Linked DNA regions of Gossypium arboreum: region 1 is linked to region 2. The links are chromatin contacts, called in public Hi-C maps. All regions are on one chromosome and are shown on one strand. Each heading gives the region's core, a stretch centred on a gene start, on an enhancer-like site or on the middle of the called end of the contact. The rest is flanking DNA. Distances are from core to core; before and after follow the strand shown.

Region 1 (2,710 bases), core at 48-2,547, 98 kb after region 2:
GTATTTTGTTACTGTTTTAGTCTTGCTGTTCTGCTATTGTGTTGCTATTGTTTTGTTGATGTTGTACTACTATTCTAGTGTTGATTTGCTAGTGTTGATCTAATGTTGATTTGGTGCTACTATTTTAGTGTTAATTTGTTTATTTCTATTACTATTTTAGTGCTAATTAGATGCCACTTTATTTTATTTTATTTTATTGCTATTGTTGCTATTATTTTGTTATTTTGTTAATGTTACTTGTGACTTTATTTTAATGTATTCTCAATGCATTGGGAAACATTTATTTTAGTGATTTTTTGTGTATTTAATGATTTTTTAAAATTTTTTTCTACACAAAAAAATATTAAAAAACTAATATGAGCGAGACGAGTTAAACCCAAACTTTTAGATTTCTATTTGAGCCAGGCTTAGATGAAAATTAAGTCTATTTTTTGAGCCGAGCCTGAACAATGGAGATTAATATAAATACTAAGTATAGGCCCGACACGGTCCACGAACAAATCTAGATAGGATGAACGTCTTTTTTTAATGCAGGTAATTCTATATGCCATTCTAATTTAAATGATGCAAACCATGTTGTTACCCCTTAGTATATGTAAGACTATTCATGAGAAGGTTTATTTGGACTTTAGGAAGGATTTAAGAAAAATCTCTCTTGTCAAATGAGAGGAAGTATGCCAACATGTTAAAACTAGTGGTTTTAGGATTGAGGAGAATGCTAAAGCAAAACATCTCCTTCATCTACAAGTTTGGAGTGAGCCTTGTGACAAATACGGAATATTTTTGGGCTTAGGTTCTTGGGCAAAAAATACTGCGTGATTGATACTTGTCTTATATCGATTGATAGGGCTAACTGCTCTGTTTTTTGCTTGAATGCGTGTTTGGAGTGATATAAGGCAAAGTCTCGCTTGGTCACTAAGAGATGATACTAATGGGTAACGGCTTTGGGAAGTACTTCAACAATGGTTCACACCGAACTGGTGTACATGAAGGTGAGACAGCTGTCAAACTTTCAAGATGACTGTTGGCCCATTCCAGATACTTGGAAACTATTGATTCCACAAGGTATGCATAACAAAATTTTCACATCTTCCTTAATTGATATGCTCCTCTCTCTTTTGTGATTGTGTTACCAATGGTGCATTATATTTGGAATGTTCTATTGGAACATTTGGAAAAAATAACAGAAATGAATGGGTCTTTGGAGCTGAACATGCGAGCATGGAATCGATCTTAGCACACTCTTGCTTGGACTAGACATATTTGTTTGAATAGAGTAAAGGCTGCACCAGTATGGAGATCAGCAACCAGGCAGAGACACTCGCCAGCTGAGGATCTTCAAGGAACCCCCTGCAGCTATTGTTGTAGTAGCCTGTGAATTGCAATTTGTCCCAAATGATTTATACTGTAATGTTTTTGATTCATTAAGACGTTAGATGCTTGCCTCTTCACCATTAAAAAAAAACATGTATATAATGACACCATCCAGTCGTTCCCATAGAAAATTTGATCAAAAAAGAGCATGGCAACACACTAGTATAGAACTTAGCAACAAAATAGCTGAAGACTCAAACAAAATAGACAATTTTTGTAAAATGGAACAAATAAATATCAAAATCTTCCTGAGCAAAACAAAATAGACTTCGACCTTCGACAAGGATATGTACATATATATTCATATCCACATCTATTTGTGGATATGTATGCATGCATACACGTATGCAGGCATGTATACACATATGTTTTCACAAACAGTTATGCATTAACGTAATCTGAATGATCGTTAAAATGGAGCCATGGGTGATTTTTTCCACCATGATCAGCTGGTAACAAATCACTAGCAGCCATGTATTTATATCAATTTAATAATAATACATTTCAGGGGTCGAAGCATTCAAACACTCTATAAACATGAGAAATCCAAACCATGCGATCATATGTATGCTGCCACAAATAAAAACTTACTGTCATTTTGGAACTAAAAGGACTATAATCTAAAGAGTTCTAACCAAAGGATTGTGATATTCCCTGGGAAAATTGGAGTAAGCATATGTCCCATGAAGCAAACACTTCGACTAAAAACTAACATATCTGGCAGAGGAAGTTGGCTGGAATGGCTAGCTTTGATACAAGATGGCTGAAGTTAAGGTTATTTCAAGTTTCTGGATATGACCTGCAAATTGAAGTCCATTTATTCAATTAAAAATGGGAAAATTAAAGGAAATCTTTCATTAAAAAGCATGCTGAAAGGGGTAATACACCCTGTATGGTAGGAAAAGGAGAGAAATGAATAAGACATAATTTGTTGAGAAACATCAGATAAGAGGAAGTAAAATTTGAAGGGAAATGGAACATAAAAAAAAAAAGCTTAAGGATGAGTTAAATAACCTCTGATATTAACAGCTTAGCATGTTCTTCCCACTCAGCAGCCCATCTTGCTGAAGAACCTGTTTCCAATGCACCGTTCTTGAGAGATTTCAGAGCATCACATTCATTTGGAAATCCCCTGAAGAGCATCTGCCAATGTTGATATGTAAAATAGAAAACCAAGGAATATCAGAAACCACCATTGTAACAGTCTCAGGAAATGTAAGTCACAAAATAACAATGAACTATTTAATTAATTATTCTGGTCCATGTTTATAATAAGGTTCAACAGCCAAACACAAGCTAACATGAGATCACATAGAGACATTAGATTCCAAATCAA
Region 2 (2,700 bases), core at 94-2,593:
GCTTGTCGCCTATCGAAGTAGCTAAATTAACTGAGAGTGAAATTAAACAAAGAATTAACCGTCTGTCCCAAATATATGCTAATAAGGTACGGTTTTGAATCAAATTTCTTTCTTGACAGTGTTGTGCATGGCAAATCTTGTGTGCATTTCTTTCTTGAAATGGTTAAATAATGGTAAACTAAATTACGTAACCGAAGTTTTTTGTATGGCTGAGTTATCTTCCCTCAAGATCAGGCTGGTGGCTGCATTTTACTTTATTTAATTTTTAACCTTATTTTCTCTGGTTGGGCTTGTTTGTAAAATTATATTCTGATCCTACTATTGAAAGAAAGGATATGGATTTCAAAATTAGTATAAAATGTATGATAAAGCCAGTCTAAATATGCATGATTGTCTTTTTATACTCTTTCAACTATAGGGTATATATTGAATCTTAATTCAATTTTTTCCTCACAATTTATACAACAAACTGTATTCAAATTCACTCTTTGAAATTCAATTTTCCAAATATAGCATGTTTTCTTGCATTTCATTCATCTTGTTTGTGTAGTCTTGCCTGTGTTCGACTATTAAGTGTATGCAAGCAATGAAATTATATGGTTCTTTTCATTAGCCTACAGTTTCATTTTGTAGAAGTATCATGGAGGCTCTTGTATTAAGAGCCAGATTATATTTTGCCTCTTTTACACAAAATATAGTTAAATTAATTATTGTTCGTTAGATTTAAGAGCAAATATTTTTACTATTAAAAATTGGTCATTGTATGTTAGCATAAGTTGTAATTGTTTGATTATTTTGTTAGCGACATTTGTTTTTAACAGTAGAAATGGATGAAATTGTTAACAAAAAGGACCATTTTGCTCTTTGATTTAACATATAGAAACTAATTTGCCTATTTTTGAGTAAAAAGGGCAAAATGTAATAAGACTCCTAGTATGGGGGTCTCCATGGTACTCTTGTTGTTTCATACTCAATTTTTGAAGATACCACCTTGGGTACACCAGGAAATCTGTTTTTGCATAACTCTTCTAAATCTTGTGTTATAATCTTCTGAATTTGTTGTGCCAGATTACGATTTCGAGGTTGCCTGATAAGGGAGCCAAGATAGAAAAGCAGATTGCTGAACTGAATGCAGAGCTCCAAAAGATGAAGACAGCAGAGGTAACTCAAAAAGAAACTGAAGTAGGTGTAGATGATATAACTGGACAACTCCAGAAAGTGTTAAATGTATAGATAAGGTCTTTGGTTATATCTGTATTTTGCTCACCTGAATCTAGGCTTGTCCCACCTGACACAATAGAAAACTACCTAGCAATTGGACTCGAATTTTCGAACAAGTGTTTGATGGTCCCTCTAGATTTTGTGGTGGAAATGCATAATTTTGTGGGTGGTAACTGTTCTAAACACAGCTCTTTTGTACACAAGAAATCTAGGATTTCAAAATTACATGTTGATATGTCTTATTTTAATTTTGCTTTTACTCAATGAGAGATTGAAATTGAGGATTTGAGTTTGAGTACTAAGGATTGTGTTTTAGCATGCGTATGGTTAGTTGTTTTATTGTGTTATCATGTACAGATTTTAATTTGGTTGGTTAATTTTAGTTCAATTTTTAATTTATTTTTGTTTCATTATGATTTGATTTGATTTTATAATTGTTGGAGCATGTATTTATATTTCTTAACTATAAATAAAAATTGTTTTTACTTAATGCTATTATGTATCACTTTGGCTCCATTTTGGTTACAATATTGCATAAATTGTTTTACCTCCTCTATTTATGCTTGTTTTGTAATGCTACCCAATTATTTATTCTTCCAAATTATATTCAATTAATTTGAATTTAGATTTGGCCATTAAAATCAATAATTTAAACTTGCCTAACCTAAATTTAAAATTGACCAAACTTGATCTTGAATTTTGAAGTAATTTGAAGTGATTTGAATTTAAGTATAATTTTAAAAACAATTAATTAAAATAATACTTGTAACTTAAATTATTAATTTATTTAAATATAATGATAAATTTATAAGTAAATTATACTAACAGTTATTTAACTTTATAGTGGTAGAAAAATAGTCATTTAAGTTTTAATTTAATTATTCAACTTTTAAAAATAATAAATTAATCTTTTAATTATTCTTCGACTTAACGAAAAGGGACGTGGTATTTAATGGTGGGTCTAGTTGTCATTTAAACAATCCCATTTAAAGCCTTGGGCAATAGAAAGAGAAGAATAAGAGAAGAAATGGTGAAGAAGAGGAGAAAATTGAAGTAGCTTTGTACCAGCGATTCTCAAAAGTCAAAATTTTGGAACTTAAAGACGATAACTACTTCCACGATACCGATGCCTCCATGGTCAACGCCCTCCGTTGCATCAAGATCACCGAGGTTCCCACCATAACCATCGGTCTCGTCGAAATCGAAGCTAAATCTTCTGTCCTCAACGACAAGTTTATCGTCCATCGACTCGATCTAATCTCTCTCACTAGCCAATGCACCATGTCTGGTCTATATTAACCTTCTTCTTGGAAAAAGATTAATTGCATTCATGGGTTGTTTTTGCTTGAAGAAAGTTAGAAACAAATCTGGGTATAAAGATCCATTTTCTTTGTAGCATTTTCTTTGACTTGAAATGTTAGAAATCTGGGTATAAAGTTAGAAATTTTTATTTTTTCTATTTAAATAGAAGAAATTCCA

The links. A called contact is a pair of places that touch in the nucleus more often than the background predicts.
Region 1: a Hi-C map of leaf shows a contact between it and region 2, with 2.0 times the contacts expected there. The contact joins two enhancer-like sites. A contact is called at or near these places in 2 of 5 Hi-C or Micro-C datasets (both in leaf).

What each region holds. Positions count from the first base shown.
Region 1 is chr9:766,889-769,598 of ASM2569848v2, forward strand. It overlaps the pseudogene LOC108454174. Among protein-coding and RNA genes, the nearest start is that of LOC108454722, 47 kb to the left of the region's middle. Within about 2 kb of position 1,298, at least 2 of the 2 cell types and tissues checked have an H3K27ac peak or open chromatin away from gene starts, as enhancers often do. A contact at or near this core is called in leaf, where this site is marked.
Region 2 is chr9:668,893-671,592 of ASM2569848v2, forward strand. It overlaps LOC108457048 (protein CHROMATIN REMODELING 24), which reads left to right. Exons shown (of 23, transcript XM_053018945.1): 21 at 1-86; 22 at 1,069-1,161. Among protein-coding and RNA genes, the nearest start is that of LOC108457048, 14 kb to the left of the region's middle. Within about 2 kb of position 1,344, at least 2 of the 2 cell types and tissues checked have an H3K27ac peak or open chromatin away from gene starts, as enhancers often do. A contact at or near this core is called in leaf, where this site is marked.